2 separate regions of the Gasterosteus aculeatus genome follow, and region 1 is linked to region 2. A link is a contact called in public Hi-C data. All regions are on one chromosome and are shown on one strand. Each heading gives the region's core, a stretch centred on a gene start, on an enhancer-like site or on the middle of the called end of the contact. The rest is flanking DNA. Distances are from core to core; before and after follow the strand shown.

Region 1 (4,950 bases), core at 1,840-4,339, 130 kb before region 2:
CAAAAGAGAAGCAAAAGCTTTGCCGCTCGCTCACGGGCGTGGGCACAGGCACGGGCCATGGGGAAGGTCAGGGGGCCAGCCGGGGCCGACCCTGCAGAGACAGGAGGACAGAGATGGGCAGGGCCCAGCAGAGGACAAACATGCAGCTGCGGCTGCCGCTGTGGAGGCCAGGCTGGGAACTATAGAGGGAGGTTTTACGTGAGGAGATCTTCCCGACCAAGTTGGGGTTTGGTCGGGACAGCCACTGGATCAGGATGTTGCCGTTCTTGTTGAGGTCAGACGAGCCCTCTGCAGAGGAAAAAAAGACAAAAACAGAGGGAGAGAGTGATGCAACGCTTTAGTTACTGCAATGAGCTTTCCCCCGATTCTCCTTTCTACACTGAGATGTGGGCCTGTTCTTGTCTACGTATTCAAGAATAATACAAAAAAAAGTTATCAAAGCATCAAATATGTTAAGTTTTACTTTTTGACTGCTTCTTTTCAAACGGACCTTCTTATTAAAACTGTGAGATATTTATTGTCCCTTTTGGAGCACAATGTTGGTATGTCAGATAAGACAAAAAAATTAACATTTTAATAAAAGGAAGTTATTAAGACAATAGGGAGTAAATAAAAAAAGATTTGAGAGACTGGAGGCCCCTTATCACTCACTGGGACATGGATCCAGGCGACAGACTCTGATGGTGTCGGGCTTACTGTCCAGACACAGGCCGATGGTGTTGTCCCGGGTGTGGCACAGAGCCTGCCTCTGCTGGGTCCCGTTGCCACATGACACTGAGCACTGCAGAGACGGGACATCCCATGACAAACACTTTAAAGACATCACACGGTATACAAGGCCGTAAAATCCGAACAAATGCATTTAATGTAGGCGTATCATGACGCTGTTTTTTTTGTGGATTGTCAAAATGAACATGTTAACCTATGCAATTAATGTGGCCAAAATTAATGCAATAAAGTACAACTTTTATTTGCGATTAATGAATTTAAAATAATCAGTTAATTTGTTTTAATCTATTGTCAGCCCTAGTTTCTTGTAATCATTTTCCTTGATTTACAGTAATACGTTTGATAATAAAACCACAAAAATCATCAAAAAGCATCTGTTGGACGTATAAAAAATATTGCAAATTCTTCCTGCAAAATGGACCAAACTTTTGATTTCTGCTGCCCTACGTTCAGCCTGCGTACCTGCGACCACGGGCCGACTCTCCACTGGGTCGGGCAGGAGTGTCGGTTGCAGGGTCTGCGAGACTCGGGCCTGTCGTCGTTGCAGTGTTTGTTGTGGATGGGGCGTGTGGTGTTGTCATCTGATGGCTGGACACAGCTGACCGAGCGGATTTGCATCCCTGTCTTTCCACATGGTTTGCTGCAGTTCTGCCACTCCCCTGTCACCCAACTGGAGGGACGCAACGGGGCAGAGGAGAGAAAGACAGGAGGTCTGAGGGCATTCAATATTCCCAAAATACTGAAGTAAACAATGAAAGAGGAGAAAAGACAAAGCCTACTGAGTGTAGAACATGAGTAAAGATTCCTATATCTTCACAGATGGGGACATATACATACATGGGTGGGGGACAGGGCTTCTGGTTGCAGTCTCTGGTGTCTCCTCTGGGTTTCATGTTGGATTTGTTACAGAAGCTCTTGTGGACCATCTTACTGTCAACTTTCCTTCTGCATCCGTATCGCAGGTACTGCTTCCCTACAGCATGAGGGGATAGAGGATTTTATAAATGTGAGCATGAGAAAACATAAAGACGGGCATGATAGATGATCAGAGTTTCACAGAAAGCACTTCCTTTACTCTACTGTACCTCCACCGCAGGGCTTGGAGCAGTAGGACCATCTCTTTGGAGCCCACTCATAGGCGCTGTCCTCCACCAGCATGTTGTTCTGAATAGCAGAGTCACTGTCCATGTTCATCATGTACTTATAAGACAAATTCACATCCTCATCGCCACGCAATTTCATCTGCAAAGGGGAAAGAATTGACATTGTGTGTGAAAAAGAGAGAGAGAGAAGGACAGAGATGCTTGTGTATGATCAGATTATTCCTAATATTGCTAATTTCTTCTCTTTTCAATGTGTACCATGATCAGAATTCCATGTCTGATAGGACCAGTGGTCTGAAGCGAATCCTTGTCGTTGTCATTCTCATATTCCCACTCCACGCCCTTTTCTATCACCGAGTGGGATTCTGGGTAATCGTTTTCCCCATTCAAGAAGAAAAGTCCAGAGGCAACGTTCTTTACAGCTGTAGATGCGTGAGGATTTCCATTAATCACACTAGTACAATATACAGCACAATACTATATAAACACGTAGGTAAGAAAAACACGATACAATGTCAAATACCTAAAGTGTGTGAGGTTGCTTTCAGCTCTTGGATCAGTAAGTGTCTCGCTCCTCTGGGGATTTCAAGAACTTTGAGGAAACCTGAAAGAAAGTTGACATCATGAAAGTGTTAGTTTACCAAAGAAAAGCCTCAGCTAATCCCACAAATAGCTCTTAATCATTTAAACCAAATACCCCTGCTCACTACTACAGACCCGAAGTACACATTGCAGAGAATCTTGGAATTCTCTGATGTCGAAGGTTAGATCATTTACTAACAAACATGTGCTCATAGAGGCCGCTGATCCTCCTCTAGAGGGCGGCGTTTAGCTGAATATAACTCAACGTGGGGTTCATACCATAAAGGAGCACCGGACAACTATCCCGTACTGAGCAGCATGAAAGGCAGCGGCTACGTCTGATGTCATGCCCGTCCGACATTCCGATCTGGGTTATTGTCCCTGTGAGTGTGTGTGTGTTCACCTTGTTTCTTGGCAGTGCGCGTGATGGTGTCTTTGAAGGTCTTGCAGCTGGAGTTGTCTCCTCCACACACTCCACATTTGTCCTCCTGCTTTGAGGAGCCGACCGTGCCGTCACAGCCCACTTTCTGTTCAAGAGGACATGGAAAGTTAAACACATGCAGATCTGACCACAAGGCAGCAGCCGTCTCGCCCTCTCACACACACACACACACGCACAACGTCTCTCACCTCACACTCCCCACGCACGCACACACTGTGCGGATCCTTGTAGGAGCAGCGCGTGCCGTCCAGGACCATTCTCTGCATGAAAACCACGTCTCGTGTCTCCTTGGACTGGCAATGCAGGTGGCAGCGCTTGTTAGCTAGGAAAAAAACAAACACACAAAAATGACCCAATTGGCACTTTTGTGATCCGTTTTGGATTTCATCTTCACAAATAACATGGGGGTTATTTTATATTCTTCTGAATGAGCGCTCCATGAGTCAGCGTGGCGCTTTGTCTCATTGTGTCTATTTGTGTGACTCATAATACAACTACATGAGCCTCCAGAGACAAAACCTGGCAGTTTATCCCAGTGAGAAGGAACACTCGACTTCATCACGTTCGTTACCCATGGACACAATCCAGAGACCTTGTTTTATGGTGCTTTGACACTAATAAGCAGGTGGCAGACGTGCTACTGTAAAACGATAACATATGGAAACAGGACACTTTTCTACATCATCATCGTATATCCTGCGCTTATGTCTAAGTGATGCTTTGCATTAGCTGCCAGTTCATCTTTCAACAAGAGTGTGGACAAATACAAAATGATAAGCTTAAATCATGGGAGCCCTCAAATGTTTTCAGGGGGTCATTCCACATTTTGCACACTGCTCTCACGATTTAATGGACAGACCAAGTGGGTGGATCGCTCTAAACAGCCGATTGATTAGCCGAACACACGCAGGGCAGCTTTGCCTCTCATCCTTCAGTAAATGACTATCTAGTGCCGACTTCGAAAAAAAACACCTAAATAGAGACAAAAACAAACAAAACGTCTCTGAACAAACAATCTCACACCCTGAGCAGACGCACTGTGTTTCTCGCAATCTGAAAGTCAGGAGATTACGGACCATGGATGGAATTCAATTTCACCTCCCTCTTCACTTTTCTCTCCCCCCCCCCCCGCCACACACACACACACACACACACACACATCTGTGCTCGCCCACTAACACACACTCACAAAAGTAATTTGAGACTGAGAAAGCCTGGCTGAAAAATATGGCATTTAGGAATGCTAAGAACGGAGAAAACAGTTTAGCGGGGCTCCTTTGCATTGAGTGTGTGTATCGTGACCTCCAATTACATGTGGAGACAGCTCAGCACTTTACTCTCGAGCTGCCCTTTACTTGGATGATAATTCAATACCGTACCAGAAAGGCAGTGACACCTCTTCCTAGAGACCGGCTAGGTCACACGCTCACGTGCATTTCAAACCTTCTCAATAAGGAAAAGGGGCTTCAGACATGCAGTGAAGTTTTGTCTCATGCATCGATGGAGAAAACGCTGTAGGGAGAGAGGTTAGCAAAGTTCAGCTGACATCATGGCGTGGGGGGGGGGGAGAGAGAAAACACAGACTTCAAAGAAGTTTGTTTTTAAAGAGATTTCCTCAGAGAGGGCGTGGTTTTATTGGGAGGGTGTAGCCGGTTGGACAGCCAGATGTCAATGACCATAACAGAGCACATATACACAACCCTCTCCAACCCGACCACACTCAAGAATGATGTGTGCGCGTCCTCTTTCTTTCTGGCTTTCATTCGCATTTACGACTTCCATCGTGCATCATGGCGCCCGGTCCGTCGTTCCCAGGCTGCTATCCGAGCGCCCCTTCCTGCGTGTATTCTTCTAGCTACCCCTTCTTCCCCATTCCCACCTGAGGGTGTGCACTCACGGTCTGTGTGTTCATAAGGCAACCAGCGGTGCATGTTGCTGTGGATTTCAAAGCGGGGGTCCCAAGCGTGGCATTGCTCCTCCCGCGGGTCACTGTAGATATCCTCGCACTCGTTGACGTTGCACATCTGGAACTGGTCCGTCGCCCCCATGCAGCTACGGCCCCCGTTTGCTGGCCTGAGAGGATTGCAGGGCCAC
Region 2 (5,818 bases), core at 1,554-4,053:
CTGCGTTTGGGCTCTGAGGTGAATTTACCCTCAGTGCCCCCCGACAGGCGACCTCAGTTGATGCGTCACATCTGGCCACACGGCCACCCTGCTCTTCCTCAAAGTCATAAAACACACACAAACACACACACACACACACACACTGTAAAAAAAAAAAAAAAAAATCGTATGACAGATTGAGAAGAACCAACCAAAAACACAGTTTTTTCATCTCAATATTCTGTTGCTAGTGGCAACCATTACTGAAACACAGCACCAGTGTCTGCTTAATTGACATTTTAACCAATTTATATATATAGATATATATATATATAGTCCCAAATAATCAAATAATCCCCGTTAGCATTATCTCTTTACGTGCTTATTGATTAACGTAGTTTTAGCCACTGTGCAAGCTGTCTGCTAATGTGTTGGATTCATTTTATCTTACGAATCTATTTGACACTTTTAAAGTTATTGGTGTTGATTTTATTCATTGTTCCCCAGATTAATTATAGTGTTGTACTTAACGTGGATTATTAAATGATGACCTGTGGATTCTTCCACAAAGCACAACGTTTGCCTTGTTTCTGTGCTTATTTTACAATAGTTTTTGTCTTACTGTTGTTTAGGGAATCTCACTGCCTTACTAGAGTGCTATGTTTCTACTAGCCCGAATACCTGCAGTATACACTGCATTTGTTGAGTAATTGTCAAAGGATATGGTATATGGAGCTCTAGTATTGAACTCACTGGTCTAGAAAGTCTGAAGGTTTCCAGCAGAGCCGTAAACTTCCTCCTCCTTTTTTTTTTTTCTTCGGCCCAATAACACATGAGACGACTGAACCAATGAATCCGCCCATAATCAGGACCTTAAGACAGCAGGGAAAGTCTCATCTTGGAGTTGAACCAACTCACGATGTTTTGCAGTTCAGGTCTTCTTTCCAAAACTGAACGTAACTCTGAGGTCATCACCTTCCTTTGTAAAAGAACAAAACCACACCCCTTGGTTTAACAAGAGTGATAAAACACACACACACACACACACACATGTGCTGTTTTACAGACCAGTAAATGCTCAGGTGTCTTTCCCTCCACACTAAAAGCTATTTCCAAGCAGTCGTCATTTTGTCTGGTCTGCTGGATTTCCACAGAAGATTCAGGGGATGTTTCAGGTCTGGAGCGCAGGTCGGGCCTGCTGCGTTGGCTGTGTGTGTGTGTGTGTGTGTGTGTGTGTGTCTGGCTTGTCCACCTCTCTCAGACACACGCGGCTGTATTTCATGTGCGCCTTTCTCGAGTTTAACAACTTAAATCCACAACTATGGAATCCAGGCAAGTACTCTGAGAGCATGTTGGGAGAACTTGGCTGAACATCACACAGGCAACTGGCCTAGAAGTCGGTCGCACACACGCTTAGACACACTGGTTAGAATTTCAGAGGAAAAGGATTTAAAGAATGGGGTGGTTGAGTGGGGGAGGAGAAATAAGGGAGAAAACAAGACAGTAGAGAAGGAGGGAGTCTACATCTGCAGAGGACTTTATAGGCGTCGCGATCACGCCGCCACGTCAACACGAGACAGATCGCCTGCAAACATTGAGGCGAAGGAAAGAGCAATCTGACTCTTCTCTCCCTCCTCTTTTTCTCCCCACGCGAACCAAAAGCTCCCTCTCTAACATCACAAGAGCACACATTTTGACAGCTGTTTCTGCTAGAAAATTCCAACAAAAAAAAAACAGAAAATAGTTCACACCCATAAGAGGTAACATTTGCCTCTTTGAGCACCTTGGAGATTCTTTTCAAACTTCCAGGCAGCGCGTTTAGAAAGTGCCTGGTTTCCACGTGAGCACGATCAGGTGGGCACTGTAGTTACTGTCACAGTCCATTTCAGGGGCAATAACAGGAAGCGCTTTGGCTCCGTCAGCAGGCCTTATTCACTCCCTGGATGGAGATGTGCGCCTAGCAGAAAATCGGATTGGGAACCCATCAATAATTGTGTTGTTCTGCGTCGACATACGATTTTGGCGCTTTTCTGTGGGCATCTGGTAAAGCTTCGCCTCCACTTGGTCTCTCAGGTTCCTTCTGAATCAAGGAGAGATGGAGGCTCGGGCCGGTTAACTGGTCATAATGTCACGGACACAACTGCACCACCACAAGTGTTGAAGTGCACCGAGTTCTGCACAATGTAGCAGCCCAACTTAATAAGTCTTTCTCAAACGTTTACTGCCAAAGCTAATCAAAACACTGAATGATATAGCTCTCCAAAGAACACTTTAGTTAAGGTTACAGTGATATTTTTAAATCTCTGGCTCTAAACCTGCATTGTCTTGTAACGTGGCTTCTCGTGTCTTCTATTGAACAAACGCGAGCACGAGCGATTAATCACGTTTGCAGATAGTTTGATGTCAAAATAAAAGTCACATAAAATCAAAGTAGGAAACGGGATCATCAAAATAAAAGAACACTGCTAGTGGTCGTTTACGCCAAGAGTTAGAAGCAAGCAAACCCAACAGTCCTCAGCGAGTCCCACGTTGACTGAAGGCTTCCTGCATTATTGAGCCAAAACACAAAAAGCCTGGCAAAAAAAGAATGCTCTTCGTGGTTGATGTTTTATTAAATGATTCAATTCATTATTATAATAATCGTGAATCATATGTGGTTAATAAACACATGACAACGTTGTGTACTAAAGACACGGCACATACACTAACTCCCGTTATCAACCGCAGCTGTGATTGGCTCATCAATCGGATTCGCAATGTTATCTCCATCGTATTGTGCAACATCTGTCTAAATTCCCTGCAGCTGAAGTCATGAGGCACCAGCTGAGCGCTGACGTCCTCCTGTAGACGAAACACATCCTGATCCTGTGGCTCCATCGTGTGTCTACAAATGATACAACAGTCAGCCCCCGGCCCATTTTTAGGCATCTAACGTTAAACTTGATTGATCCCGTGACGGGAAATTCGCTTTTCATTTGCCGTCCCAGAAGGAAAAGAAAAAGCTGAGGCTCGGCTAGAGAAACAGCCCCCGCCTGCTGACGCAGAGGCTTCAACCATGACGGTCTCCGGCCCACTAGTGAGGCCAAAAGGTCACAGTGAGCGTGCAGGTTTTATATTACAATCCATCACCCACCGATACTCACGTTTAACGAACTCGCTGCAGAAGATGGTCTGAGGAAAGAAAACATGCGCGTTCTGCCACCAGCTGTTTGGAACACGATCAGCTAAAACTATTTAAATCGGTTTAGTTTGTGTAACATGTGAGAGGTGTTGAGCTGAGGTCAGCAAACGGGAATAGGACAAAATGAAGAGTAAAAAACACTTTGTGTCAAAGTCTGAAAAAGACTGGGTAGAATCAAAAAAGCAAAAAGGAGGCAGTTCAAGGAGAACGGATTTTATTTTCAATATCCATTGCAAAAAAATAAGAGGTGACACGGCCTGAAACAGGTAATATAGAATTTATTTTCAACCAGAAGTAGGAAAATACATAGGTCGGTGTAAAGGAAACAAGCAGAACCTGTTGTAGTCAAACGGCGAAAAAACAAAACAAAAAAAAAAACAGAACTAGTCCGAAGAGAATCAAGAGGACGGCTAAGTGTACAACAGAAAGCATTGTTTACCATTCAGTTTCTTTTTTTTTTTAAACGGGATGTGTTGATTTGAAAACAGCTGCCTTGATTTTTCATCTGGATCAATGGACATTCTACAACATTGTGCAAGTGTTTAGACATTATTCTCTTTTTTATTTTTGCTGGTATTTCATGAATGGTAAACAATAGTTGGTCCAGTGCATAAACACAGTGACACAGATCAATGTACTCAGCTGACTACAAATAGACAATTCTGATCATTGAACAACTACTAGATCAGCAGGGAGGGAGGGTGAGCAAATATACAAGATGGATGATGCATGGGGAAAAGAAACGGGAGAGCAGATGGGAGATGATTGAAAGCAGCAGCAGCCAGTCGAAATGACAAAATAGCTACGGCTTCCAGGTAAGATATTTTAAAAACCCACGTTGCATGGGTCTGAATGTTTACTGGGGATTATTGCAAAGTTGTAAAAAGATCAGAATCGGATGTCTTTTGAGAAACCAAATCCCGGCGTGTATGAATACGGATGCAAGTTTGTTCATGTGATTCAAGGGGGGGAAAAAAGGCCCAAAGTTCTTGATCTCCTCACAGCCCTGCAGTTGATGAAGACTACGATTGGGATTAAACAAAATAAACGCGAGTGGTTGGAAAAAGAAGTTGCTCTACAGGAGGACTACAAGCCGCTTTGGTGTGCACCATTACAAAGAGATGCAGCCTGGGAAAATGACTCTACACCTAAAACAACAACAACCTATTAAACACAATGAGACAGTGGCGATTACAAAGCTAACAAAGTGACAGCTCCAGCGAGCTTACAGGGGGACTCGGCTCAGCCAGTCGCCGCATTTTCACTCAAAAGTCAATAGTCCGGGTTTTAAAAAAGAAAAGAAAAAAAAGGGTGGGGAGCCGGGGAGTCAACAACCAAAGGGACTTCAGCCACAAAAGGCAATAGTAGCTAGCTAGTGTAACAGGTTTAAACACGGTGATGCACGAGAACAGAGCGAAATGGACTAGAAGTACTCAAAAGTCGTCACGGGACCATCGACGCGCCGCTAGGCTCCGCCCTAAAAACACATTTCACGCCAGCCTGAACCGCGGTTCTGGTACCGATCTGCGGCCACTAGTGAGACTGTCCTAAGCTAAAGGCACCAGTACTCTCCAGCCAGTGCCATGCAACACCCAAAAATAAAGCCGAGAAGCTAATTTAACAAAGAAAAAAAATCGAATAGGAATCAAGTTGAACACCGTGTGCTGAACGTCACTGGCGAGCCCTCCGCGCTTCACCTCACCAACTCGTCCACGCGACGTCCCAGCGGCATTTCAACAGGGGATTTGGTGTGAGGTGGAAATATATTGAGTACAAGTAAAAACAATGTAGCAAACATAACACCGTCTAAGAATTCATGATTTACACATCATAACACAATTCATTTTCTTTTTAGAAAGGAAACATGAGATACATCTTTTATTCACACTTTACAAAAAAGCTAACCTTTAAATCTAATACAATACTAATGCCATTCAGGAAAGAAAGAAAAAGATCAAACTGGACACATTTGTTTCCATTGGGAGAAAAAAAAACAAAAATAGGTTAAAAGACAGACATGTGGGGGGGGGGGGGGGGCAAATGGGACAAGAAACCTTGATCAGAGGACTAAACGTATACTTCCTATTAATTTGCTTCCCTCTTGCTTTAAAAAATGTAATGTCAACATACACATTAAAGTAAATTAGATCTTTATCTGCCAATAAGATGGACCGAGGAGTGAGGGGAGCTACGTCCGCATCTATTAGGCGCTCGTCGTCCGTGCACTTTTTTGTAAAGTTTTGGTGTAAAAAACAGGTCTGTTAAATTAATTTCATTTGCCGAGACGTCACAAATATGATTCGTCGCAACGTGCCGCCTCTCCGGCTTTCAGAGAGGAAAAGCTGAGCTCGCTGCCCCTCGTCCCTGGTTCATCCAAAAGCAGAGCAAACAGGCCCTCCCACCTCCGCCGATGCAGAGGGGCCACAGACGGCACCACAGCTTCAGTGACGAAGGTAAGAGCTACAGACCGGTCGAGCAACAGTTTTTAAAAAGACACAGCTTGAGTAATAAGAGGGGGGGGGGGGGTGGGGGGGGGGTCTGAGGTCGGGCATTAGAGGGCTTAGGAGATTTAGAATTCATGGCCGTGGAAGTAGCGACGGGCTGGATATTTATGGTGGTTCCGGGCGTGGAGCTGTGCCGAGGTACAAATAGGGGGCC

What was found. A called contact is a pair of places that touch in the nucleus more often than the background predicts.
Region 1: a contact with region 2 is called in a Hi-C map of whole body, with 2.9 times the contacts expected there. The contact joins two enhancer-like sites. A contact is called at or near these places in 4 of 6 Hi-C or Micro-C datasets (skeletal muscle, tail fin and whole body).

Annotation. Positions count from the first base shown.
Region 1 is chr4:11,410,865-11,415,814 of fGasAcu3.hap1.1, reverse strand. LOC120817843 (A disintegrin and metalloproteinase with thrombospondin motifs 2) reads right to left here. Exons shown (of 23, transcript XM_040174454.2): 13 at 4,754-4,929; 14 at 3,045-3,178; 15 at 2,818-2,941; 16 at 2,356-2,436; 17 at 2,091-2,254; 18 at 1,815-1,971; 19 at 1,567-1,702; 20 at 1,192-1,399; 21 at 652-781; 22 at 199-288. Among protein-coding and RNA genes, the nearest start is that of LOC120818433, 10 kb to the left of the region's middle. Within about 2 kb of position 3,089, at least 2 of the 9 cell types and tissues checked have open chromatin away from gene starts, as enhancers often do.
Region 2 is chr4:11,280,191-11,286,008 of fGasAcu3.hap1.1, reverse strand. It overlaps LOC120817393 (CCR4-NOT transcription complex subunit 6-like), which reads right to left. Exons shown (of 12, transcript XM_078102218.1): 12 at 5,004-5,818. Among protein-coding and RNA genes, the nearest start is that of LOC120817393, 16 kb to the right of the region's middle. Within about 2 kb of position 2,803, at least 2 of the 9 cell types and tissues checked have open chromatin away from gene starts, as enhancers often do.